Linked DNA regions of Mus musculus: regions 1 and 2 are each linked to region 3. A link is a contact called in public HiChIP or PLAC-seq data. All regions are on one chromosome and are shown on one strand. Each heading gives the region's core, a stretch centred on a gene start, on an enhancer-like site or on the middle of the called end of the contact. The rest is flanking DNA. Distances are from core to core; before and after follow the strand shown.

Evidence for each region. HiChIP or PLAC-seq counts read pairs in DNA pulled down with a chosen protein or histone mark.
Region 1: a contact with region 3 is called in a BATF HiChIP or PLAC-seq map of CD8 T cells, with 8 read pairs. The contact joins two enhancer-like sites. A contact is called at or near these places in 1 of 15 datasets of contacts at CTCF or cohesin (CD8 T cells) and 2 of 115 datasets of contacts at active chromatin or transcription factors (CD8 T cells and memory CD8 T cells).
Region 2: a contact with region 3 is called in a BATF HiChIP or PLAC-seq map of CD8 T cells, with 10 read pairs. The contact joins two enhancer-like sites. A contact is called at or near these places in 1 of 484 Hi-C or Micro-C datasets (CD4 T cells) and 2 of 115 datasets of contacts at active chromatin or transcription factors (CD8 T cells and regulatory T cells).

What each region holds. Positions count from the first base shown.
Region 1 is chr15:61,539,749-61,544,201 of GRCm38.p6, forward strand. No RefSeq gene overlaps it. Among named protein-coding and RNA genes, the nearest start is that of Gm24696, 180 kb to the left of the region's middle. Within about 2 kb of position 1,288, at least 70 of the 459 cell types and tissues checked have an H3K27ac peak or open chromatin away from gene starts, as enhancers often do. A contact at or near this core is called in CD8 T cells and memory CD8 T cells, where this site is marked.
Region 2 is chr15:61,440,469-61,444,857 of GRCm38.p6, forward strand. No RefSeq gene overlaps it. Among named protein-coding and RNA genes, the nearest start is that of Gm24696, 85 kb to the left of the region's middle. Within about 2 kb of position 1,518, at least 32 of the 459 cell types and tissues checked have an H3K27ac peak or open chromatin away from gene starts, as enhancers often do. A contact at or near this core is called in CD8 T cells and regulatory T cells, where this site is marked.
Region 3 is chr15:61,667,450-61,672,149 of GRCm38.p6, forward strand. No RefSeq gene overlaps it. Among named protein-coding and RNA genes, the nearest start is that of D030024E09Rik, 100 kb to the right of the region's middle. Within about 2 kb of position 3,017, at least 13 of the 459 cell types and tissues checked have an H3K27ac peak or open chromatin away from gene starts, as enhancers often do. A contact at or near this core is called in CD8 T cells, memory CD8 T cells and regulatory T cells, where this site is marked.

The DNA of each region.
Region 1 (4,453 bases), core at 38-2,537, 130 kb before region 3:
CATTAACTAAACTAGTGTGTTCTGGTTATACAAATCTGGTCCCCCACTGAACTGGATCCAGAATCTAAGCACAATGCTATGCAAATACTTGAATCCCTAAAGCTTTCAAATCTCTCAACAAAAGATCTTTGGAATGAGTAAGACAAAATTAGGGTCTTAGACATGCCAATAAATTAGTAGTAGACTCAAAATAAGTCCTTGTCAAAGACCCAACACCGTCCATTTGGACAACATCCTGAGATAAACTCTACTGTCCCAAGATACCAGAGCTGTTAGGTGCTGTGGAGTATTCTATGGTAAAAGAACAAGCACTGGCTGGATGGTGGTGGCCCACGCCTTTAATCCCAGCACTCGGGAGGCAGAGGCAGGCAGATTTCTGAGTTCAAGGCCAGCCTGGGCTACAAAGTGAGTTCCAGGACAGCCAGGGCTATACAGAGAAACCCTGTCTCAAAAAAAACAAAAAAACAAAAAAACAAAACAAAACAAAACGAAAAACAAGCACTACTTTCAGACTCCTGATCCTTCAGGGAAGGCAGACAATTACACAACACCAAGACTGAGTAGATACAGGAGGCAGGAAGAGAGCAGATGATCACCAGAAGAGACCCCTGGTCCTCTGGCTTCCTAACCTATTCACCACCAATTTCTAAACTTGACTATACAAAAATTATAATAATCAACTAAGAAATATTAAAACCTAACCAAACAGCTCTGCAGATGAGACCAGGATATTGTGTGTGTGTGTGTGTGTGTGTGTGTGTGTGTGTGTGTGTGTGTGTGTGTGTTTCCACTCTGCTTTATGCGATCCTAATACAAAGCAAGTGTTAGGGTGAAAACCTGCCATTCTACTGTTCTCAGACCTGATTCTAGCAGGGGTGGGGCACGTTTTATACAAGGCATTCTCCATCCACAACCATTATGTAACTTAGTTCACGTGTCAGCCCTGTAAAATAGAAAATAACAAGAGCGAGGTATTTAGTCCATTTAATAAGTAGACAAAACCTGAACCCTAGGGAGGTAAAGTCGCAAGCCCATACTGAAAGCTCTTGGCCACGTGTCTTGTGACTTGCCCTATGTTGGTTGGAGTGGGCATGCACGTATCTGGAGCAGGATGAAAGGCAAGGACAAGCTTTGCTCTGTGCTTTCTGCTCCTCTCTGGCCTAACGGGTGGGAAGGACTTCACTAACAGGTGTTGGCCTGTTGGAATATCCCTGTTTAGGGATATGACAGTCATGAGCCCTCTGAGGTTCGGCACCTGAGAAAGAGGAAGTAGGAGCAGAGCGTGAATCAGAAGTCATGTGACCAGATACCCTTGAGCAAACTCTGTGAGAAAAGGAAGGCTGCAAATAGCTCAAGCCTTTAAGAATTTTCCTCAAAATCAATCAGGAGTCACATTCTGATCAGAAGGGCAGATAGCAGGTCGTGAGGACTGCGACATTCTGGGGTTTCATTTCTTCTCCATGCAGCCACCACAAGCTGTGTTGGACTGGTGTGAATGGGGCCCCCCTTTTACCTGAGTTTGCTTAAAAAGCAAACACGGAAACATTTGCTAAGCTCCCTTCTCTCCTGTCTCTCAAAGCAGCCCAGGAAGTAAGGTTGGCTAAAAGAGGCCTCCAGCAAACATAAACATAGACAGGAAGGCGTTCAGAGTGGGGGATGGGGAAAAAGGCCTTTCTTCCTTTCTTGAAAGAAAGAAAGAAAGAAAGAAAGAAAGAGAGAGAGAGAAAGAGAGAGAGAGAGAGAGAGAGAGAAAGAAAGAAAGAAAGGAAGGAAGGAAGGAAGGAAGGAAGGAAGAAAGAAAGAAAGAAAGAAAGAAAGAAAGAAAGAAAGAAAGAAAGAAAGAAAGAAAGAAAGAAAGAAAGGGAGGAAGGGAGGAAGGAAGGGAGGAAGGAAGGAAGGAAGAAAATCTCATCACTGTTTTTCTCCCATGCTGTACCTCAGAAATAAACTTATCTACTTGGGAATATGTCCTATGTATATTTCATTCCACTCTTGGCAGAAATAATTTTCGGTTCTCAGAATCGAGCAAGGCAGCGAATGGTGAGGGGAGGGCTGGTTGCCTCCTGCTGTGAGGAATGACACACAGAGTGGGGTACACAGGAGGGCTGACATTACACAATCCGCACATCAGCATTTCTGCTGCAGGCAGAAAGCTACTCCTGAGGGACACATGTTCTAAACTAGCAGAAAATAAATGCTGCTTTGAAATTAACCATCTCAGCCTATGACTTTTCCTGGTGAAACAGCCTCTCTGGGGTTATTTTTCAGGGTGATGTGTATGGGCACATACAGGCTACTGCATAAAGGGATTGATTTCAAAAGGTGCTGGGTCCTCATTTTCATAAATAAATAAACTCTCACTGGCCATCGGAATACGATTATATTTGGAACAAAACTCCTAAATATAGAGCCATTATCTGAAGTCACACGACCGACACCAGTCTTAAAACTTCATGTTGTCAGTTGGAAAAAGGCAAGTTTCTGGATCGAAATAGGGTTGGGAATGTGTGGCTTCTCAGCAAATATCATGGCCTCCTTTTGCTGTTTCAGGCAAGTGGGGCCAAATGACTTTCTCTGTATTAGGCAAACAAGTCTCAGTTACACACACACACACACACACACACACACACACACACACACACTCACTCACACTCATACAAAATCTTTCTCCCAGCAACTGCAACTGTTCTTGGACAAGACAAAGTGCTATTCTCAGGAGAAAAAAACAAACAAACAAACAAATAAATAAACAAACGTAAGCAGAAATTGTGGACGGAAAGGTGGTTTCTGCCATAATGCTTTTTGTAACTGATTTATTCTACCATCAACCTGACTATTTGAAAATAGAAGAGCAACATCACCTTTCTTCCTTTACCAGACACTGGCCTCATTGTGTGGACTGTAAATTATAAGGCACATCCTAGAGACATCTGAGGTGTTTCCGGATTTTGTGAGATCCTCTGTCTTACTAAGAAATAACCATATGGCAAGTAAGCTAAATGCCATGCAGTAAACACTGGAGACAAATACGGTGAAGACAAGTAAGTTAGGACTTATGAGTTTGGGTGACAGTTTCTCAACTTGATTTTCAAAGAAAAATGACATTTCAGATGAGACTTGGGAAGGAGAAGGAAGCCCAAGGACAAGTGGACTCAACCTCAAGGAAGGCTTAAGGAGTGCCCTCATAGGAGACGGCCCTTGTTCTAGGTCTTTAATGGCAGTACGGAGAACAACAAAGAGGAGAAAATATGGACACAAAATGACCCCTGGGTGCCAGCCATACCTGAGTCAGGTTAAAGGAGTCAGAGCATAATCACCTCCAGAGAAAGAATTTTCCAGGTCATAGAGGCCACCGGTCGGTAGTGAAGAAAAGAAAGGTCGACAGCATAGTTGTGCAAAGGGTGGGAAGCTGGGCAGACATTTCAAGCCATGATGCACAAGTGGAAAAAGTGAGAAATGCTGGAAAGTGAGTGAGACAGTTGGGGTATGTAGACAAGTAAGAGTTTGGAGACCACAGTTCCAAATGAGGCAAACAACAGTTCCATTATAAAACTACTAAAGACTCATACCTCACACTCTCCTGGAATGGAGAACTTCATTTGATAAAACAGGTAACTGTGGGCTAGATTTTGCCCACAGGTTATATAATTTGCCAACTGCCATTCTAAACCATAGACTGGATGTTCAGGAAAAACTACACATTCCATTGAATGAATGCATACTAAACGTGGTGTTATTCTCTCCCTCCTTCCCTCCCTCCCTCTTTCCCTCCCTTCCTCCCTCCTTCCTTCTCCTTTCTTCCACTAAGGATAGCATCCAGAGCCTTGCTCAAGCTGGTCAAGTATTCTTTCTAGCACTAAGCTATATTAAAGTCCTTGTAGTGTTATTCATTTTTAGAATAGTTAGTCAAATGGAAAACAAACTTTCTGATATTTTGAAATTGGTATCTTGGGTTAAGAAGAATCATTCACCAATTTTTCTGGGTCCCTTGAGTGTCTAACCTCATGCTTATTGCCTGCAAAACAAGGACAAGATGCCTGTGTATGTCAGAATAATATTAGTAGTACACCTAATCAATTTATATATCCCTCCATCTATCCCTCCATCCATCCCTTCATCCATCCATCCCTCCATCCATCCATCTATCCATCCATCCATCCATCCATCCATCCATCCATCCATCCATCTATCCATCTATCCCTCCATCCATCCCTCCATCCATCCATCTATCCATCTATCCATCCATCCATCCATCCATTCATTCACTCAGTAAGCAAGTAGTAAGTTTCTTTTATTGTAGAACAAGTTTGGCAGAATTCTGCAGAATCTCTTGGTGACTCAGCTATGGCTCCTTCATCCAGTCTGCTTACCTTTATGATGAGGAGACAGCAGGTACTTTAACATCTTGGATCTGAGGTGGAAAGGGAAATGTGATGCCAGCGAAAAGGCTGAT
Region 2 (4,389 bases), core at 268-2,767, 230 kb before region 3:
TCCTGTGATCCCAGGGGACTTGGGGAAGTGGGTATGTAAGGAAGCAAGGACAGGAACATACAGATAACCTTTGCTAGGCTCCTGATACTTTGCAGGAAATGCAGTCATCTTCACCCGCTTGTCATAACCTGTGGAGTGGAGATGGAGATAAAATCTTGTTTTGTTTTGCTTTGTTTTATTTTTGTGAGTTTTAAAACTAGATTGACCTCTGGGACTCTCTATGTATCCCAAGATGGCTTTGAATTCTGGGTGATTATCTGGCCTCAGCCTCTCAAGTGCTGATATGACAAGGGTCAGCTACTTAGACTCTCCTAAGGAAAAGTCTTTGGGTTCCAGGTATCATGGGATCTTAAGAAGCAAGTTTCAGGCAGTCAGGTAATGAATACCAAAGTTGCCTATCAAAACATGTTTGAAGAAGAAAATGCAGTCATTTGAGATTTGAGTCAATTTGAGATTCCTTTCTTTTTCATTTTCTCTATGAAGGTTATAGAGATTCCACTTTCTTACCTGCCACATTATGTTCTTCCAGAGAAATGATTTGTCCCATGACATGGAAAAACAATGTTAATCATAAAAAGGAGGCTGCCTGTACCTAGCTGGAAAATTATTACATGAAAAGATCTGTAGGTGTCCCTACTTTTGTTGTCTCAAAATGATCACCTCTTGGGGTTCAATGTTTCCCACCATGAAAACCCCACTGAAAACAGAAACTAGAAAAAATGAACTAGAGGGAAAAATATCTATTTGAATTTTTCTTCTGGTGAACTGACTTTTGTTTTTAGCTATTTTAGGACATTTTCTTGGTAGCTGAAGCATAGCAAACCGATTTGTGTTTCTTTCCCATAGAGACCAAATGTCTTCGAACAACCCCTGAAATGGTGCATGTTACAGGGCATGTACTGCAAAACATTAAAATCAGGGAATAAGAGTTTCAGGGATAGAAGAGGCAGAGGTAGCATCTCCGTTGGAGATAGAGTTCTCATAAGCTATCAAGTGGGCTAAGAAGCCCATGAAGGAGAGAAGAGCCCTCTTCTCCGTGGCTTGTAATATCTAGAAGTGAGTTTGGAAAAAGCCCAGGTAACAGTGAACTGCAGGGTTGATTTTATGAGAACCATGGTCTTTCAGGCAGTGAGGAACTGAGCAAGGTGCATAAACTATCAGATTACTGAGCAGGGAGCTGGAACGAATGTCAGGAGGATGTCTGAGATAGCTCTGACTAACAATAGGTGATGGTTTTTAATTCATGTTTAGAAGACTAGGAAACTATGGTTCAGAGAGGTTATGCATCCTTTCAGCGTTCAAAAGGTATCTCTAGTAGTGAACTTCAGATCACTGCCCATGGAAATGAATCTTTTTTTTCCATTGCTTCACATTGCCCCTCCACTTGTGTGTAAGGGACATGTCATGTGTACTTTGGTCAAGCCTCCAGAAGCTGCGGAAAACACAGGGATTCCCCAGCTACACACCCACCTTCGAAGGGCCTGCTTCAAAGCTGTAGCAGATCATTACCCCTGGGACTTTAGAACTTCCTAATTCAGAGAAATGAAAGCAAAATGACTCACTTTGCATACCTGTACCCAGAACAGAGTGAAACGAAAATGCTGCACCCATTTTCATCTGTAGCCAGATATTTTTAAATACTCCTTTTTGACCCAACACAAAACTAAAACATAGCAACAAAGAAAATAGGCAATAAAGATCACATTTTAAAATTATGATTCTGCAATTACAAAGTTATCATAAGTATTTTGCCATTACAGCCAAGTCAGCAGATTTTCTTTTTCTCTAGTAAGCTAGATGACAGATGTCTTAGTCTCTGAGACCTGTTGTCTTCCATGATAGATTTCAGTCCTGTTATTCTAGCATGAAATGCTCTGTAACTGGTGCATGAGACTGAGAGTGACTCTACTGCATTTACAAGCAGATGACAAAGGTAGAGTTGGCCTGTGGGCCACTATTTGCCATTCTTCAATAGAAAGACTTAAAACTATTTTCTATATGTATAATATCAGATATCCAATACCACATTATGTCTTTTTTTACCTTCATTTATAGCATATCTGTTCTTTAACAGTTTATTCCTGATTCCCATGTGGAAAAATTTTCCTTTCTCCATCCAAACAAGGACACTGAATTGCCTCTACTTTGATCTACAGGTCTAACTTGATAAGGACCAGGATGTTTTAGGTGATGGGAAGCTAAACACAGGATGCTCAAGGCTCTCAGCCCTCTTATCCTTCACTTACTCAGGCCAGATGGCCCTCCTCACCATTCTCAGCTCAGGCCCAGCTCCAAGCAGAAGGCAGGAGTGGAACCCATTATCTTTCCCACTGTCTGTTCCCACTTCCTGTGCTCCTCTCATCTGGATGGAATGTGAGTCCTCTGACTTCCTGTTTCTCTGCTTACAGAAGCTCCTAAATGTCACTTTCAGCTTAACCTTCTTTCTGCTTTTTTTTTTCCCCTCACTTTTATTTCAAACCTTTGACTGATAACATTTTATTGGGTAAACATAAGTTTTAATGAGCTTTGCTTACTTAAGACTTCCCATCCTGTGGCTCTTTGTTAAGTTACCTGGTCAGAGACAGGCAGTTTACGGGAATATGTAAAGAAGCCAGGAGCTTTGTGGGGAATAGGGACCAATAGGGTCTGTGGTGTAGACAGTCAAATTCAGATTTCCAACAACTTACTAGCCAAAGAAGTCTAGTAATAAGTTAGTATGGATTAAGTTTACTTAGTATCTTTCAGTTGCAATACTGCATTTAGCTAATTTATTACTTCAGCCAAGTGTGTTATTTTTATTCTTCCAAGATATAGGATCAGACAGATTAGGCACAACTTGCGGCTATGTTCCTGATTAAGTATAAGACCTAGAAAAGTTGATGTCCTCTATAAACCTCCATCTCATCTGTAAAATGGAACTAATCCTGTGTATCTTATGGATCTGAGAGGTAAATAGGACTCTTAATGCCCATTTTAAATGCCATCTCCTTCTCTTTTCCCCTGCCACTGCCACAGACTTGGCTCTGACTGAAACTATGTTATCACAAGTCTACTAGTGTTAACCCCTGCTGAAAGATACCCCAGGACTTCACAGCATGCCTTTCAAAATCTTCACTGCTTCCTCCTTCTGCCAACTGAGAGGGTAACCCACTTCCCCGTCTTCTAATCTAGTTTCCAATACATGCATCCTCTAGTTCTTACCCACGGTCTTTGGATTTTTCTCAGCTGTCCTTTTCTCTCCTATATTCCTAATCACGTGGGGCTCAGAATAATCTCTGCAATATTGCTTCTCTACCAACATCATTCTAACACTGTTCAGAGAACACACATTTCACTCTTACTTCCTTGGGGTACATCAGTCCTCAGAACAGTTTAGGTCTCAAAGATCTCCCAACTGCTTGATGGACAGTGTACACAGCCAACGAGAGGCAGTCCTCAAGAGAGATATTGTGTTCACATCCCTTCTCCCTCCGTTTTTTACTTTGTAGTAAAAACCAAGCAAGCAGCTTTCCTTCAAGCCACACTGTGACCACCATTCCAAACAGCCAAACCAAATGACCATGGACAGAATGATCTGAGACTGTGAACTAAACAACACTATTCCTCTTTGCAAGCTGATTTTCTTTGATATATTTCCCATCAAAAGAAAGATAACTAGCTTAACTCCTTGGTAAATGTTTACTGGACTGACTTACTTGAAAAAGGAGCTGTCTTAGACATTTGAAGACAACCTGGAGCAAACAAAGCCTGCCATTCTTCTCAAGCAACTTGAATATCACTATAAATGAGGAGTATTCTCATCTATTTTCTGAAAGAGCTGAGGTCACAAGCCACTAAAATTGGCTCCTTAACTATAATAAATAATAACCACCAATCCAGATAGCCTATTCACACGTCCATTACCTGTTCAGTAAGGAAACTCAAGCGAGGAGAGTGAGCACCTCTAAGCCTCAGTTCCTTTTCCAATAGAATGAAGAAGAAAGTACACACTTACTGTTGAGGGACAGCTTAGTTAAGTGAGGTGAAGTACATGCTAGTACCAAGACCTTAGTACTTAATTAGCTATGAAAAAAGTGACAGATTTTCTTATTCCATAATTCTCCCAAGAATCTAGTGTGATAACAATAACCTTTTTCTTTAATTACAGTGTCTACTTTCCTTCCAGCTAAAATAATTTCTTTTCAAGTTGATAGTTTCTTATTTCAAGAGTGGCATGCCTGTTGGATTACCTCCGAGAATTCTGAGCGCTCTACGTGCAATCTGCTGCAATACCGATGGACTGACTGGGAGATAATACTTAAGGATGCTAACTGCACCTGGGTGAGACTCTTTTCCACCTGTCCAATATTTATGGAGACTGGCCACATACCAAGCATTATATCAGAGAAG
Region 3 (4,700 bases), core at 1,767-4,266:
TGAGATAGGTAAAGATCCTTTCCCAATCTGTTGGTGGCCTTTTTGTCTTATTGACGGTGTCTTTTGCTTTGCAGAAGCTTTGCAATTTTATGAGGTCCCATTTATCGATTCTTGATCTTACAGCACAAGCCATTGCTGTTCTATTCAGCAATTTTCCCCTGTACCCATATCTTTGAGGGTTTTCCCTACTTTCTCCTTTATAAGTTTCAGTGTCTCTGGTTTTATGTGGAGTTCCTTAATCCACTTAGATTTGACCTTAGTACAAGGAGATAGGAATGGATCAATTCGCAACCTCCAGTTGTGCCAGCATCTTTTGTTGAATATGCTGTCTTTTTTCCACTGGATGGTTTTACCTCGCTTGTCAAAAATCAAGTGACCATGGGTGTGTGGGTTCATTTCTGGGGCTTCAATTCTATTCCATTGGTCTACTTGTCTGTCACTATACCAGTACCATGCAGTTTTTTGTTTTTTGTTTTTTGTTTTTTTTTTTTTTTTTTTTTTATCACAATTGCTCTGTAGTACAGCTTTAGGTCAGGCATGTTGATTCCACCAGAGGTTCTTTTATCCTTGAGAAGAGTTTTTGCTATCTTAGGATTTTTGTTATTCCAGATGAATTTGCAGATTGCCCTTTCTAATTCGTTGAAGAATTGAGTTGGAATTTTGATGGGGATTGCATTGAATCTGTAGATTGCTTCTGGCAAGATAGCCATTTTTACTATATTGATCCTGCCAATCCATGAACATGGGAGATCTTTCCATCTTCTGAGATCTTCTTTAATTTCTTTCTTCAGAGACTTGAAGTTCTTATCATACAGATCTTTCACTTCCTTAGTTAGAGTCATGCCAAGGTATTTTATATTATTTGTGACTATTGAGAAGGGTGTTGTTTCCCTAATTTCTTTCTCAGCCTTTTTATTCTTTGGATAGAGAAAGATCATTGACTTGTTTGAGTTAATTTTTTATCTAGCTATTTCATTGAAGCTGTTTATCAGGCTTAGGAGTTCTCTGGTGGAATTTTTGGGGTCACTTATATATACTATCATACCATCTGCAAAAAGTGATATTTTGACTTCTTCCTTTCCAATTTGTATCCCCTCATCTCCTTTTGTTTTCGAATTGCTCTGGCTAGGACTTCAAGTACAATGTTGAATAGGTAGGGAGAAAGTGGGCAGCCTTATCTAGTCCCTGATTTTAGTGGGATTGCTTCCAGCTTTTCACCATTTACCAACATCTGACCTTTTTTCTACCTTGCTTCACTCAAAATATGGACCAGGATACAAGGCAGTTCAGTCCAATGAATGGCTTCATTCAAGGCATGTCTTTTTCTCTGTATTTTTAATAGAATAGAATCACATAATTTCCCCATTCCTTTTAATGTGCAGTCTAGCCCAGCCTCCCATGTTCCAGTAGAGGAGGCTGATGACTAGAAAGGTGCCATGGCTTCTACTCAGCATCTTTACCTACAGGATGAGATGTTGGTTATAGAATGCTTAGGGGCTCTCCCAGCTCTCATACTTCAAGCTCTTCAATAAGAGCAAACACAAGAAAACTAAGTTCACAAATTCTAAGACACTCTTGTTTGCTCTTTTCTCATCACCTCCATCTAAGCCAATAACAACTCCTATTTATTTTGTTCCAAAGTACAATTCATTCTGTCCTCCTCTTTCCTATAGCTAGATTTCCTTCTGTGTATAAGATACCCCATCTTCAAATGAACAGTGAAAATGGATCCTAACTTGTTCCCAACTGTCAGTCTATCCCTCCTACTACTCACATGACTGTGGCAACCTAAATTGGATGGTCTGATTAGAATTTTAACCACTGCAAAACTTCTTTGCAAACTCCCATCAGCAAGTTTCTGTAGAACTTTCCTTGACCTGCCCAATCCCCATCGTCTTCCTCGAGTCTTCTTTTTGATGACACATGAGGGTATCTGAAAGAGGGAGGGATTAAGAAACTCAGAGACTGAAGGATAAAGCCAAGTCTTCAAGATCTGAATGAAAGGAAAGCTCCTGGCTGAGGGACCCAGAGGAGAAACTGTTTAGAGGTGATATCTTGGTAGCCTAGTGTTGCATAACATATTACATAAGACATGTATTGTGTTGAGGTTTCTTCCATACCCCTATGCTAACACTCAGCAGGTTCCCCATATACCACACCCCATACCCCTACTGTAACACTCAGCAGGTTCAAGCCTCTCTAGTGCTGCCTCTGTGCCTTTGTATGCATAGCAACCGCTAGCCTTTTGAAGCTCCTAGGAATTTAAACTCTAGAAACTCTTCTCCTTCAAGCTAACACCTTTCAGGAATCCTCAACTCAGAACCTAGTGACTTGCTTCTCACGAACAGAGCATGCCATGCACAGGTGATGGAATATCACACACAAAGTCAGGATATAAAAGACAGTAGCCCCCATTGTGGTGACTTACTCCTTTTGCTTTCTTTCTTGCTCTGATGAAGGAAACATCCATGCTACAAGCTGCCACTTGCTCAGAGCAAAAACTATACTGGTAAGGACATATATGCCTATCCCCCAGTTTAACCTAAAGAAGGTAAATTTTGCCGCCAAGAGTATGAACAAGCTCAAAGCCATACCATCTTTCCATCCCAAAGCCATTTCAGCCACTAAGTGGCAAGAGCCCAGCCAATGTCTTCATTTCAGCTTCAAAGAAACCCTGATCCAGAGCTTCCAGCTAAGTCATGCTGGCATTTCTGACACCAAGAAACTGCAACACAATAAATGCCTTAAAATAATGTGCTATCCAATAATAGACTACCAAGACACTACCTCCAAACATTTTTCTCTTCTTGGTCCCTTAGCCAGGAGCTCTCTGCATTCAAATCTGGAAGAACTGGTTCCATCCTCCAGTCTCACAGTTTCTGAATCCCTCCCTTTCTCAGAGACCCTCCCCTGCCCAACACCATTCCTAACCCATCACTCTGCTATATTAGCTTAATCCTTTTTCAATCAATGGGGAACTTTCTCCCATCATATATGCAGAGGCTGCATAAGAAACTTTCCCTGACAAGTTCATACCTATGATGTTCAGAACCAAAATTAGAGCATGACACGTAAGACCCTGTCAATAACCACGTGTTATACAAATAAGCAACAAATTATATTTGAAAGTAATTGCAAAGGAGAGATCGAAGAATGCAAAGATTAAACATGATGCTTTGTAAAGCTTACGAAAGACACCAGGATTTGTTCACTTGACTCATCCCATCTATCAGAGAAGATTGAATTTTGAAGTGACCCCAGGGTTGTTTGTTCCTTTCGAAGATCACCTTAAGACTTCGTAATTTCTTTGCTTGAGTTTCCTGCAGATTTCAGCTGAATTTTAAGGCGACAAAAACCCACATCCTCTTCCTTCTGGTTTCCTCCCCCTCTTTTTTCCTCCTGTATAAATCCACCACCCAGTTTAATGCACTCCCCTCCCATGTGAAGAATATTCAAGAAGTTGTCAAAGTTACAAAACTTTTAAGGCAACATAATTACATTTATGTGTCCAACACTCAAAAAAAGACCAAGCTCTTCAGAAATCCATGTGTTTTCTTGTAATTATGGAGAAATTTCTAGGCTTAGAGTAGACTGCCAACTTGTGAAAACATATTCTTTTACAAGGCTGGTTTCTTCTTTCCTGTTTTCATTTAGTCTGTAGCTTAAGGCAGTCGACTGAACTATATTCCCAGACTACAACTGCAAACAGAAAGTACAGAATTATCTCCTTTAAAAGGAAAAAATCTGAGGAATTCATGTTTGCTCTCTTCTTGATCTTAACATAGAAATGAGAGAAAACATTAGTTCAACACCAAAATGATGGAAAGAGGGAGAAATTATCAAAATGGTTCAACACCTTTCCATGGTCATTTTTCAGGTAACATTTGTTAAAATTATACAAAATATTATCAAGCACACTTATCATATAATACCAACATTAACATAAAACTCCTTTGGATTTAGATGTGCAACAAAAGAATAATATTTAAATATTATTACTTACTTGAAGCACTAAGGAAAATACTTCTGATAAGAGTAAATGAGATTCATTCAAGTAGATGATAGGATTTCAAGCCTACTTTTATTGTTGACATTTTCTAACAAGAACTTTGTCTTTGCTAACTCTTTTTCTGTCCTTTGTACTGCAGGCTCTTCTTTCCTCTCTATTATCCTCCAAAGGAAAGGTCATTCATGCCAACTATATTTCTATAAGGTGTGATCAGAATAGTTAGTAAGGAATTGCTGAAACGTGAAGGTAGTGAACATTTAAGTGAGTTTCTTTCTTGCTTAGTATAGTTTCCAATCCCTCTCTGTTACTGTGAGTCTATGTCATGAGCAAAGAAGAGAGGGAATTAAAAAGAATGTAACAAAAAGATTAGAGGAGAGGAATAAAGGTTATATGTGAGATATGATATGATGGAGATATGACTGGTCTGGGATAAATAGAAATTTTAGAAATTCATGTGTAGGGGTGGAGAGATGGCGAAATGTTTAAGAGCACTTGATGTTCTTTCAGAAGAGTGGGGTTTGCTCTCCAGCTCCCACCTAGGATTGCAAATAGCTATAATTACAGTTTCAGAAGATCCCTAGTTCTCTTCTGAATTACAATGGTCCATATACACACACAAACATAATGTGTACATGTGCACATATGCCACATATACAATCAATCAATCAATCAATCAATCAATCTTGTGATG